Linked DNA regions of Zea mays: all the other regions are linked to region 3. Evidence: chromatin contacts called from public Hi-C data. All regions are on one chromosome and are shown on one strand. Each heading gives the region's core, a stretch centred on a gene start, on an enhancer-like site or on the middle of the called end of the contact. The rest is flanking DNA. Distances are from core to core; before and after follow the strand shown. Region 1 holds the start of LOC100383760. Region 2 holds the start of LOC100280873 (protein transport protein Sec61 beta subunit). Region 3 holds the start of LOC541880 (protein-tyrosine-phosphatase MKP1).

The links. A called contact is a pair of places that touch in the nucleus more often than the background predicts.
Region 1: a contact with region 3 is called in a Hi-C map of leaf, with 3 times the contacts expected there. The contact joins the promoter of LOC100383760 here to the promoter of LOC541880 in region 3. A contact is called at or near these places in 9 of 25 Hi-C or Micro-C datasets (bundle sheath, ear, endosperm and 3 more) and 1 of 3 datasets of contacts at active chromatin or transcription factors (leaf).
Region 2: a Hi-C map of endosperm shows a contact between it and region 3, with 4 times the contacts expected there. The contact joins the promoter of LOC100280873 here to the promoter of LOC541880 in region 3. A contact is called at or near these places in 6 of 25 Hi-C or Micro-C datasets (bundle sheath, ear, endosperm and 3 more).

The regions. Positions count from the first base shown.
Region 1 is chr8:136,632,464-136,636,812 of Zm-B73-REFERENCE-NAM-5.0, reverse strand. It overlaps LOC100383760, which reads left to right and starts at 1,730. Exons shown (of 1, transcript NM_001176395.1): 1 at 1,730-3,391. The coding sequence starts at 2,799. The coding sequence ends at 3,389.
Region 2 is chr8:137,055,270-137,060,139 of Zm-B73-REFERENCE-NAM-5.0, reverse strand. It overlaps LOC100280873 (protein transport protein Sec61 beta subunit), which reads right to left and starts at 3,385. Exons shown (of 1, transcript NM_001153793.1): 1 at 2,520-3,385. The coding sequence starts at 3,243. The coding sequence ends at 2,920. It overlaps LOC101202700, which reads left to right and starts at 4,490. Exons shown (of 3, transcript NM_001294319.2): 1 at 4,490-4,838. The coding sequence starts at 4,564.
Region 3 is chr8:136,806,488-136,810,943 of Zm-B73-REFERENCE-NAM-5.0, reverse strand. It overlaps LOC541880 (protein-tyrosine-phosphatase MKP1), which reads right to left and starts at 2,687. Exons shown (of 5, transcript XR_004852096.1): 1 at 2,414-2,687; 2 at 357-2,319; 3 at 31-172. It overlaps LOC541929 (legumin-like protein), which reads right to left. Exons shown (of 3, transcript NM_001111592.2): 3 at 4,349-4,456.

The DNA.
Region 1 (4,349 bases), core at 481-2,980, 170 kb after region 3:
ATAGAGTCCACGAGAGAGGGTGCAAAACAAATCGCAAGCGAATAATGAAGTGAGGCACGCAGATTTGTTTTACCGAGGTTCGGTTCTCTCAAACCTACTCCCCGTTGAGGAGGCCACAAAGGCCGGGTCTCTTTCAACCCTTTCCCTCTCTCAAACGGTCCCTCGGACCGAGTGAGCTTTCTCTTCTCAATCACTTGGAACTCAAAGTTCCTACAAGGACCACCACAAGATTGGTGTCTCTTGCCTCAATTACAAGTGAGTTTGATCGCAAGAAAGAATCAAGAAAGAAGAAAGCAATCCAAGCGCAAGAGCTCGAAAGAACACAAGCAAATCTCTCTCTCTAATCATTAGGGCGTTGTGTGGAATTTGGAGAGGATTTGATCTCTTTGGTGTGTCTAGAATTGAATGCTAGAGCTCTTGTAAGTAGTTGAGAAGTGGAAAACTTGGATGCCATGAATGGTGGGTGGTTGGGGGTATTTATAGCCCCAACCACCAAACTAGCCGTTTGGTGAGGCTGTCTGTTTGATGGCGCACCGGACAGTCTGGTGCACACCGGACATGTCCGGTGCGACAGCCACGTCACCAAAAGCTGTTGGGTTCGACCGTTGGAGCTCTGTCTTCTGGGCCCGCCTTGATGTCCGGTGGCGCACCGGACATGTACTGTAGAGTGTCCGGTGCGCCAGCATGGGCGTGCCTGACCTCTGCGCGTGCAGCGCGCGCATTTAATGCGTCGCAGGTAGCCGTTGGCGCCGAAATAGTCGTTGCCCCGCTGTTACACCGGACAGTCCGGTGAATTATAGCGGAGCAGCCGAAGTGAATTCCCGAGGCTGGCGAGTTCCGGAGGCCACTCTTCCTTGGAGCACCGGACATATCCGGTGTACACCGGACAGTCCGGTGAATTATAGCGGAGTCGCCTCTGGAATTTCCCGAAGGTGAGCAGTTCGGAGTTGGAGTCCTCTGGTGCACCGGACATGTCCGGTGGCACACCGGACAGTCCGGTGTGCCAGACCAGAAGTGCCTTCGGTTGACCCTTGCTCCTTTGTTTGAACCCAATACTTGGTCTTTTTATTGGCTAAGTGTGAACCTTTGGCACCTGTATAACTTATACACTCCAGCAAACTAGTTAGTCCAAATATTTGTGTTGGGCAATTCAACCACCAAAATTAATTAGGGACTAGGTGTAAGCCTAATTCCCTTTAAGTCGACTTGAGTCATCTTCCGCATCACGTGATTAATTATCGCACCTGAATGAAATGCATTATCCATATGAATGCATATAGACAGGAATATCAAAAACCCTAAATAGTGCTACGCGATGACGAATTTAAACAGCTAGCGGCGAGGCGTTGTACAATTTTGTACGGAATCACTAGTTATTAATATATGACTACACGCAATAATTACGCTTCTCGAACCTAACGCAAACATCACGAACAACAAACTATACATATGAAATACAATTAGCATAATCACAACTTATCAGTTAATTAATTAAATTCTGAACTAATCCCTTGCCTTATAAATTATACTATATCTTTATAAATGATTAAAATATTTTATCATCACACATGTCTACCAAAATTCTACTCGGTCCACTAATTCAGCTAAGTGATCGGAATAGCGAAATAACTCGCTATAACTGAACCTGGCTCGATAATCGCAAGAACTGCGAAGTCGACGAGAGTTTCGTGACTTACGCAATTTATCGAGCACCCTAATGAGCCTCTCACTAACACATTAATTTATTCAACGATCGAACTATACTGAATAATTTATCAGCTTACCATTTCCACAGCTGACATGAATCCACGAGATCGGTAGCGATTTTCCGATCCAAGCAATTTGTCGAACGCTTGGGGAATATCGTGCTGCTAGCTTCGTCTTCACCCGATTCTTGGAATTTCTTAATGACACACGGATCGACGACAATCAGGAGGGTGACGTATATAGAGCTGTACTCGCGACGCGACGACGTTAACCGGCAAAGCTGAGCGAGCCGAGAGGGCGCACCGGCGAGCAGGAAACCACGCGAGTATAAGATGTGGAAAACGACGGGCTCGACAACACGCGAAGCGACAACAGTCGAATCGACAACAAAGCGTTGTCGAATTCGATGAACACGACCACAGTCGCATGCTGACGCGGTCAAGATAATTGTGGCTAGCAAGCTTGCGACAGAGCGATGATGGCGCGACACGACAAACTAAAACAGGGATACGACAACATGAGGCTTGATTCAACGCGGGGACTCGACGCGGAAACTTGACACGCCGTGGCGAGCAGAGAACTTCGCGCGCGCACTAGAAGAGTTCGACACGCGCAGCAGGGGCGAGCAGCAGGCGCCGAGCTGCGCGCAGGCACGCGACGGCCACGGCAAGGAAGCTCCGCGAGCTGAGCGACTGCGCGTCCGTCAAGCAGAGCAGGGCAGTCGTGCCATGGGAAGAAGCAGCGCGCGGCGAGGGAAGCAGACTCCGGCAAATCCCAGGGCGCGGCCATGGGAGACTCGGTAGGGGCACGACCGAGCAGAAATGGAGCTCGGCAAACTCCATGGGCGAGCAGAGCGCAGGGCGCTCCGGCCAGGCGAGCAGGGAGAGCACGCCATGACTGGAAACTTGGGGAATAAATAAAAAAACGCGGCGCGCAGAGAGAAGCGGCTGCCAGACGCCGTAGGAGACGGGCGCCGAGCAAGCAGAGGAGACGGGGCGCGATCCGAGCTCCGCGACACACAGGAAGATGAAGAAAAGCGGCTCGGCTGGGAGATCCGGCCAGGTACGTCCGTGAGGAGCTCGCGGCGCGCCATGGGAGCTTCACGAGCGAGATCGGAGCAGGGAGAGAAGGGGCGACCGAGCGCCGTCTCCCGCGGCGAGCACCGACGAGCAGCAGGGCACGACCATGGATGGAGCCGGGTTGGAGCTGGAGGGAGCTCGGCTGGGACTGGTCAGAGGGTCGCGGCTCGCGCAAGGAGCAAGGAGGAAGACGCGGTAGAGGGGATGAGCAGCGGACGCGGCTGGAGCAGAGCTCACGCGCAGGAAAAAAAATGGAGCGCCATGGCACCACTCGACTGGAAGCAGACCAGAGAGAGAAAAAGGAGTGGCTGCGCGCTAGAGGAGAGATCGAGCGACCGGGCGACGAGGAACAGGGACGCCGTGGCCAGGAAAAGCAGGGGGCAGAGCGAGCTTGCGGCCATGGCAGGGGCTCCAAATCCTGCGCAGAGAAAAACAGGACAGGGGCAGGGAAGAAGACGCCTGGAATCCGAGCAAGGGCTTGGCCGGGACGCGTCAAGTGAAGCTTCAGGGCGCGCGTGCTTGAATTTTATGCTTGAGTTGAGCGGCGGCTGGATAAGCGCGCAGGGAAAAGAAAATCCAGAGCCACGAACAGAGAAGGGATGAGAACGAGTGAACGACGGTGAAAAAAATCTGCGGGAGGTAGACGACGATTTTATCAATACGATGTGCTGGAGATATAAAGGGAGGCTGGTAGAAGTGCTCACAAGGATTTTAAAAACGAATCGAACAGAAAAGCAATGTACCTAGATAATTTCCAAGAATTTAGATAATTTATTCTGTGTGATTCGACTAATATTAGCCGAAACCATATCGGCTAAGGTATTTTTAATCTGCGAATGTATACGATATAGATAGTAAATGTAACACGGTTTTGATTTGACGAATACTCGGAAGCCGGATGAATTCGTACCGTTAACTCACCTTTTTAAATCAAGGCGAAAAGCAACGGACCGAATTAAACATATTTCGGCATTGATAATTTGTTCGGCGTGATTTGACCGAAATTAGCCGAAACCAGATCCGCAAATGCATACGCGATTTCGTCGCCAAACAGCGTGCCGAAGAATAAATTGAATTATATCCTCGCACACGATTTCGCTCAGACGACACACGATTCGGATTATTTTGCACCGAGTATTTTAGCTGTTGAGTTCAAATTAATCTGTCTGGAATACAAAGGCGTAAAAGTAGGTCGAGCTTCTGAATTCGGATTCGCGCGGCGATGAATTTTAAATATTCACCGGATGTACCGATTCTCGGAACGACGATGTCCCGAACATCACGAAAATTTTGGAAGAGCCCGAATAAATAGAAGTAAAAATGATGTCGCACTCGCGACAAACGGAACAGATGCGATATTAAAATCGCGATAAGCGAGGATGATTAAAATTTAAAATCCGTTTTATCCACTGATATTGCGTGCTTAAATTCATACTCGTTGTCGAGCAGAATATAAACACCTGGGGTGTTACAAGGTGTGGCCTCTTATGAATGATTAGGAGTGTAACACCCCAGGTGTTTATATTCTGCTCGACAACGAGTACGGATTTAAGCACGTGATAT
Region 2 (4,870 bases), core at 2,136-4,635, 250 kb before region 3:
CTTTTGCAGCAGTCTCCAGAATCTAAGCCACTAAGACCCCTTGAAAATAACATGCATATAATTGAAGGTGCCATTAAATACAATATCATTGTGGCTTAGCCAGATTAACCAAAACATGGCAGCTACCCCTATTACAATGATTGAGCTTTTGTTTGTTCAGGGATGCTGACACAGATACATGGAGGAGCCGGCCTGTTGTATAGCTTATTTTAGTGGAACAACTGCTGCCTCACCATCTTGCCTTCCCCTTGTCGTTGTTCTCCTCATGTAAGCGCAGTTTGTAAGGATGCATGTGTTGGAGTTGGAAAGTGATCCGATGGCGGATGCTACTACTGCTCCCTATACAGTGAGTACAGCTTGGTTGTTCAAAGAAGATACTGATGCCCGGACAAGCACCACCCGCTGCATTATTGGTGAGCGCGCACAGGCACAGCACCCCGCCTCTGCACTGCACATCCCAGTGTGTCTGTCGTTTTTGTTCCATCTCGCTTGCATTGCACATGGGTGGTGAGTGAGTGAGTGAATAAACGCACTAGGGGCCGGGCAGGGGCGAAGCCAGGATCCGAAGACAGAGAGGGTAGACTTAGCCTCCAAGCGACCAAATCAGTAACGACACAATATAAAAATGACAAGGAAACCAAACACAATGTATATATTGATATATAATCTTCATTAAAAAACAGTATAATGAAACATCTATTTTGTCAAACAAAATAAAATTACATCTCAGTTATTTTGAATTTAGCTCTACGTGTATTAGCTAGATCATAGGCCTTGATAATACCATCAGAACAAATCATTGCCGCTAATTCCCTTTCAATATAAACGACCAGATAATCCCGTAAATAGGCATCTCCCATTTTTCTTCGAAGACGTGTCTTCACAAATTTCATAGCTGAAAAGGCTCTCTTTGTGGTCGCAGTTGACACAGGGAGAGTTAAGAGTAATCTCAATAATTTATCTACCATCGGATAAGAAGAATCTTTACCCAGCTTAACTAATCCACTTGGTTAGGCCAAAAATTAAGGGTTTCAGACTACCAAATAATAAACTGGCAGCAAGATAATGGGCTATAGGATACATTATTAATCTGATTTGGTTGAGTCATTAGGGGTGCCAGGCCCACTCCGGCCCTCCTGGTGGCTTCGCCACTGGGGCGGGGCTCATGGTTTGGTTTCTATCAGCAGGAGGAGAGGTGCCTTAACCCAGGACAGCGACTTGTGCGTCTGATCGTTTTCAGTGGAATCACCGAATCAGGTAGATGTTTGTGGAGTAGCCATGGCCCATGGTTGGTTGGTCGTCGCTTTGCCTGCCTCCAAAACCGCGGCGACCGTCCACGGAGGTCGCTACCTAGTGGCCGGGCTTGTATAAGCGGGAATAGGAGCATGATTATTCGTGTCAAGGAAGATAATTGATTAATTAGGGATCATGATTACACGGCGATGATCATGCGTTATGAGTCAAGTGTCTGCTCTGCTCTCGCTAAATTCTATCGGATTTTCAGAGGACTTAGGTCCTCGAACTTAAATGTTGTATCACTTAAATCACCGAACTTTCATTAGTATGCTCTAACGTGGCACAACATTGTCATCATTATGTATGTTTTTAATGAGTGTGGTATACATGTCACAAAGGTACATCTTTATCTTGTATACTTTAGCATCATTGACAATCTTCCCACAAATTTATACTCATCCATGTGTGTAATCTTGGATCTAAATCATTTAAGCACACATGTAGGGGACTCTTATCACTACTAAATCAAGTTTTATGGTGCTTATTCATATTATAATGACAAAGATTGAAAAGTTAGATAAATGACATAAAATCCAAGTACACTAGCGTGAAGTGCTCAACGAAGGGGGCAGATTGAAAAGTCATTGCTTTGCTTTATTTTTTGTGAATGGGTGACAACTTAGGTGGATTAATATGTTTTTATGTTGAGACACACAAGATTTAGTCCACAAGTACACTAGGGCGAGCAACTCTAGCCATATAGATAGGATGTTGGAAGATTGTCACTACTAAATGATACTAAGGTATATAAGATGAAGATATACCTTTATAACATACAAATCGAATGTGGATGTGTCATGCCACATTAGAGCACACTAATGAAACCACATCAGATCACACTAATAAAAGTTCGGGGAATCAAGTGACATTAGGGACCCACCCAAGTGACCCTTAACCTGACGACCAAACATTAGTGGAGGTCCATACCCTTGACCCGACACGCTTAAAACTTTGATAAAAAAACTCATAGCAGCATCCAGTTCAAGCCTAATGCAATAAGGAGCTGTCATATGCTTTGCCCATTCTAACTTCCAGGTATATAAATCAACCAGCATCATATTGTTATAACCTCGCGATGAACATAATAACATCATGTCGAGCATAGCTACTTGTACAAACTTCGAATGCTATAGTTTCAGAACAAGAGCTTGCTGGAGGGGCGAAACAAACACTGACAAATTATAGGAGCACACAACATAATGCAGAATTTTATGGCTAGCAGGTAAGGTGCGAAGCAATAATCAAACTCCCCAGTTCGGTAAAAGTACCCAGAATACCTAGCAAGTGCAGAAAGTAGTTAATGGAGCGACAACAATGGAGCACATCTAAAGCTAGGAAGATGCACTTGTAGCTAGCAAGCAGAATTAGAAGAAACTAGTCATAGTTATTCCAGTAATAATTCTCAAAGCAAGGGAAGAAAATAACAGAAAGGGCGCATTAAGTTGACCAGTACTAGGGTTTCCATCTGCAGATCGAAAGTAAGGACCAACCAAAAGCTAGGCAACACAACAAGCTGCGCGTCTCGCCATACACAAATTCATCACCCAAAAACCAAAACCTTCACCGTCTGATCTGTCTGTCTGATCCGATGTGTGGGAGCAAGAGCGGTCGGATCGGATCGGATCACGCGGAGGCCGCGGCCGTCCGGGAGCGGTAGAGCTTGCCGAAGATGTGGAGGGCGGTGACGAAGCCGATGAAGCAGAGGGACATGACGAGCACCATGGTAGGCGAGAGCCGGAGCCCCGGCGCCTCGTCGGTGTAGAAGCGGAGCATGTTGCTCCCGCCGCCCCCCGAGAATCCGCCACCCCCGCCGGACGCGGTGGCGCGGCGGCGGCGCATCCCGGCGGCCGCCGCGGCCGTGCCGCGCGGCCCCACGGTGGCCGGGCGCGCGCCGGCGCCGGCGCCAGCGCCAACGGAGGACTGCGACTGCGAGGAGGAGCGGGCCATGGCTGGCGGGCGGCGTACGTAGGGATCTGCGGCACGAGGCGGAGGATGAGTGGAGAACTCGCTCGTATGCTCGGGATCGGCGGCGCTTATGCTCCTCCCGCTGCTTCGTCGTCGTCGTCGCCTAGACGGGAGGAGATAAGCTCGGTGGTGGGGTCGGGGGATGGGCAGGTTATTACTGCGTGCCGTGCGACTGCTATTCGTTGGGCTGGCTGTATCCAACCCGTACGTACATACTATCGGCCTACGTACTCGTGATAATTGCTAAAGATCGCAAAACGGAGCCCACGAGACCCACCAGCCCATTTCATTTTATCGTTTGGACCTCGAAACCAAAGGGAGAACGTCGAGATGGCATTTGGCATTTTATCGTTTAAACTATTATGCTCCTTGGGTTAAGTGATTTTTTTTAAAAAGATCTAAGAGCGGATTTGCAAATATATAACAGTTCTATAATAAGAGGAGGGGTTGTTCCAAACCGGCCATCTCTTCCACTCAGTAGTTCTCTAGATTTTCATCCGCTTAGAACTAGTTAGTGTGCTTCACTTCTAAAGAGAAGTAAACAACTCTATCGTATTTGTCACACCTGTAAAAATGAACGGTATTGGAAGGAAGCGAGATCTTGTTGACAGTATACAAAGGCCCTCTTTGACACAACTTCTATAAATTTTTTTCATAGGTTTAAGCAAAAGATAGACCAAACAGGACATTTTTGAAGCAGTTATCAGTTTAGCTGTTTATCAGAATGTACTAAAAGCAGACAATAAATAGAAACTGTTTTTTACAACTTCTATAACCAAAATATGTTCCATGAAATTCGTGCTCAAGGCTTTATAAAAGGCTCGATTAGAGTTGGGGGTTTGTTTGGTTCAGCTTTTTTCTGAGAAGCTTTTCTAAGAATCTGATTGTGAGGAGAATCTGACTGTAAAGAGAATCTAAGTATCATGGTGATTACATGTAAAAGAAGATAAAATATTTCATAGGATTTATGATATCGAAAGTGATGGTTTTTACTATCGCAACGACTCAGCTTATTATATGTTCATGTTGATTTTAGACAATTTTGACCAAAATAATTCTTATATAAGCAGACTGAAAAGAAAAAAAGCTAGACATTTACTAGTCTGCAGCAGCTTCTGGTGTCTAGAAGCTGGAAAAAAAAGCTGCGGACCTGGTCTCTCCCTCGCCCACTTATGTGCCATTAAAGCCCAATACATGAGCTACAATGTGGCCCAGCCTCAGAAGGCCCAATAGGTGGTCACTCTACTACCCGAAGCCGCGGGCTGAACCCTAACTGACCCAGAGCGATCGGAGCTGACGACGATGGCCGGGAAGGCGGCGGCCGCGACGGCGGCGAGGTGGGCGGAGGGGTACCCGTGGAAGGAGAAGCTGGCAAAGTACAAGGGTGAGCTCGGGAAGGGGGTGTGGGGATACTGGGAGCTCGGCGCGTGGAAGCCGCTCGGCATCAGCGCTCGCAAGCGCGCCCGCCTCCGCAAGGAGGTGCTCCTCGCCGGCGAGGACTGGAGCTACGATCCTCCCCGCGGGGAGATGCGTACCAAGCGCAAGGGCCACAAGTGCGACCGCATCTCCGCCGAGAAGTAAGCGCGCGCATCTCTTGCGCCCCTCCACT
Region 3 (4,456 bases), core at 1,438-3,937:
AAGTATAGGTGGTTCACAGTCTGCAGATACCTTGACAGGAAGAACATTGCTGAGGCCCTTTAGATGAAGAAAATCACTAGTGACCTGTTGCCAATCGACAGAGTCAACACTCTTGCTGCTCTCATTTTCGCCTCCTACCCATACATACACCATTTTAACTGCTTCTCCTCTCCTGATGGCATTCGAAGTAACAAAAATTAAAACCGACTTCGGGTCAAGATCCTTGCGTGCAAATGTAGTTAGCTTTCCCATGCTGGGCCACTGGTAGACTACAAGTTGTGCATTACTGCAGACTTCTGAGTTACTGTCAGTACGCTCAATTAATCTAGTTTCAGAATGCGAGCTCAAACTATTACCAGTGCATTTTTCTGAGCAAAACTCACTAGTCAGCTGTTTAACCCCATTTGTACTATTATCTGAGGCATCCTCGGTCCTGCGAATACTAGATGGCGCCCTTGGTGGCAATACAATAGACGGCACCCTTGGTGGCAATACAAGATCCTTTTGGAGAGATGGTAGCTTTAGAAGTGTGAAGCCTCCTCTCCTTTCTGCTATAGAAGAGGTCTTGGAAGGAGAGTGTATTGATTCCATGCCAGAAGGCTTTGAAGCTCCTTCATTAGATGATTGAGAAAGGGGAGACCTGGATGATGGCACCAAAGCATGTGTCAGATTAGATGAAGCAGGCGAGAGGCCAAATGATGGTGGAGAGCCAGTTGTAGGTGATAAGGAGGGTGAGTCTGAACTATACTTCGAGCTGACACTTGAATCCGATGATAAGGAGCTTGGAGAAAGGAAAGGAGGTGAGGTTGATGCCTCAGCAGCCAGGTGTTGTACCCGTGGATCAAAATCCTTCATTAGAGCAGAATCTGAATAAACACGAGCTAGCGACCTGGAGATAAACTTGTGCCTCAGTAAACTCCAGCTACTTTCTCTAGCTGGAAGATGGGTCTCATCACCAGCCCCAGAAGTTGAAAATGCAGGGACCACTCCCCCAGTGATTGCTTTGTAGACAAGCTCAAAATCAGCGTCATAGGACTCATTTTTCCGGCTTCCTGGGTCACTCTTGGATGCTGAATCGATCTGGTCCTTGCTAATCTTTGTATTACTATCTGAATTAGGTGGCATACTTGAAAATGCATCCCAGAACTCCTGCGGCTCCAGACCTTCTCTCACAACCTTGATGTGCCCCTGCACCTTCTCATACCTCACTACCTGAAACGCAGCAGCCTTTGCATCCTTTTCCATTACCGGATCACACTTCATTCCAACCCAGACATAGAGCGACGAGAGAACATGCACAATGAACGCGCCTCTAGAGTCAAGGGTGGCTGGGGATGGGTCGTTGAGCATTTTGGGCACCAAATGCAGAGGGGCATACTGGGAGTGAGGCGCCATGCGGTACATCCTGAGCACTGAATTTGGTGACAGCGGAATCGCATGCACACGCTTCTGGCACTGGAGAAGCTGGCATGCAAAGCCCATGTTTGGATTTGCGATCCCCCGGGCAGCCTTGACAAACTGGAAGGCGTCATCGAAGCTCTGGCCTTCCCTCCACATCAAGTAGGCGATGACCAGCGACGTGGAGCGTGACACCCCCTGGCAGCAATGCACAAGCACGCGGCCGCCCTGCTCCCTGACGTCCTCGAAGTAGTCAAACACGTCGTACAGGATGCTGGTGATGTCCTCGGTGGGGCTGTCCTGCAGCCAGAGGGTGCGGTAGACTAGGTCCGACTTGAAGTACTCCGGGCAGACAAAGCCCACACAGTTGAGCACGTGGGTGATGCCGTTCTTCCTGAGGATGTCGCGGTTCTTGGCGACGGCGTCGCCGCCGAGGTAGACGTGGTCGGCGACCTTGGAGCACTCCTTGTCGAAGAAGGCGATCTGGTCCTTGCGCCCCTGCGACCGGAGCGAGGAGAGGTCGAGGCGGAGCCCCTCCCCGGGCTTGGCGGGGGAGGACCCGCCCCCGCCGCCGCCCGCCCTGGAGGCGCCCGGCGTGGTGGGGTTGGGCCACTCGCCAACGTCGTCGGACCCCGCCTTGGGCCACTCGTCCAGGCTGCGGCGGGTGATGGCGAGCGGCTGCAGCGGCGGGAGGCACGACCGCGCCTTGGAGCTCATCGACCGCGGGGTGAGCGGCGGCGGCGGCAAGCCGCGGCGGGACTGCCCGCCCGCGACGTCCGGCGGGGCCGGCGGCGGCGGCTCCCGCGCCTCGGACCACGACACGGAGCGCCAGAACTTGCGCCCCCCGGCCGGCGCCGGGCCGTCGTCGGGGGTCGCCATGGACCGCCCGCGAATCGGAGCCTCCCCGGGCGGCGACGGACGCTGCGCGGAAGACAGCAGCACGCTTAGGCCAGTTCCGTTCCGTGCCACTGGACCAAAAAAAAAAAGCCTCAAAAAAATTGGGGGGAATCCGCACCTGATCCTCCCACAGCGCCAAATCCGGGCCGGGCGCGTCGGTCCGCGGCGGATCGGGGAGGACGCGGGCCACCAGATCGGGAGATCGGCGCGCCACCAGCTTGGTCGCCCACCTCTCGAACGACGGGGAAGGGAGACGAAGGGAAGAAGGGGAGGCAGTCAGGCAGTGACCTTAGTGGGTGAGGGTTTTCAGGAGGCGCCGGGGCGATCCGGCCCGTCGGATGCGCGCCGGACGGTGGCTGCGCGGTGGACCCTGGGGCTGACGTGGGGTGGTGGTGTTGACTGGCATTGGCAATTTGGCATCCCCCTCCAAATCCAAAAAGGAAAAAAAAATGTTAGGTGCACCTGCTCTTCGGGCACTTTGCAAACAAGTTTTGTAACGAGTCCGGTGTTGGCTTCCGGATGACAAAGATAAGGAAAAATTGTTGTATAAAGGTTCTCAGAGTCAGAACATGTACAACAGTGTCATATTGCAAAATATAGGGATCAACTTAGGAAAAACTATTTCAACAATATTCTATTTTATAATTTTTTTATCAAAAAAAATAACGCGCCATTCAAGTATATTACACCTCATATTAGTGTCGTATCCTTGTTTCCTACATCATTCTCAACATTCTCTTTCATAATAATATAGTTTATTTTCTAAAGTACATGATTTATGGTTTAACTCTTGAACTTCGAGTTGTTTTCAATGCCATGAACATGTTGAATGTAATATTTAAATTTTTGGCACTATTTTAAGACAACTTGTTCCAGATGCTCTTAGAGCAACTAAAAAAAGTCGTAAACCTTCCACAAAACATATATGAGGAAACAAATTCGGTTTTTCTTGCTTCGACAACTTCTTAATACTTTCTCCAAAAGTTTCGCGTTCCTCATCCTCCTCCCGCATATTTGCGTGTGAGCAATGTCTCCCCAATCCATCATATTTATAATGTATTATGGTAGTACAAATAGTATAATTTTTAAAAACTTCATAAAACTAATGAAAAATGCCGAATACCTGAGTTATAATGTATTTAGGAAGTTACATATTTGGGGATCTGATATTTGGAGGATGATTTTTGATCGATAACACCATGAATTAATTTTAGAGGCTTGTCTTGGTAACTAGCGAAGATGCTCATAGTGAGCAAGAATCGACGAGAAATTCTCTTTGAGCCTCGAAGGCGGCGGAAATTTGTCATGGGGAATATTAGGTGTGGAGACAGTTTTGTTTGCTCGTGTGGTCATCCATGTCGGGTGCTAATCTCTCTCTCGTTTCGTGTACTGAACCATCGGCGAGGCGTGGACGCTCTTGTCGCCTTGCGGCACTTTAGAACCAGCCAGACGAGCAACATCACATACGTGCATAGGCAACAAAAGCTGCGAAAAAAACATGTACGTATCCTGAAGAAGTGTACACCTCGCTGACACGTCACACCGCATTCTCAATCCCACACAAACCTGACATGGCAATGGCATGGAATGGAAGCACAAATCGGATCCAGAGACGGAGAAATAAGAATGTACAAGGAGATCACGGATTTCTAAATAATAGATCTAACAGTTCAGCAAAACAACCCAATATTGAGTTGGTCAGTCCATATTTGTAATGGTTCGCGGAATACCATTTCTAGATAAAGTACTGAGTACAATTTGGAAAAAGAAATTCATATGCTCGATGAAACGAGCTTGTAGAGGGGATCGAAATTGCTATGGGATATATTTTCACGCTAAAAAGATAGTTTTCGTTTATAGACGGAGAGTGTATCATCCCAAAATGTTTGATCTCTGAAATCGCGCGCATTTAGTTGGTTGGGCCGACAGCCACGTCCAACAGGCAACCTTTAAGCATACGGCTATAGGCCCAAACAGGCCAAGAGCTTAAAGCACAGTAATAATGATGATGTTAAAAGGATAATAACAACAATTCAGAGGGCGAGAATAATAATACCTAATAATAACAATACTTTATTAACAAAAACTGCAGTTCAATGACGGGACACGTGACAGACTCTAAACCGACCGACGCACTGAATGAAGAAGAAGCAGACCGCCG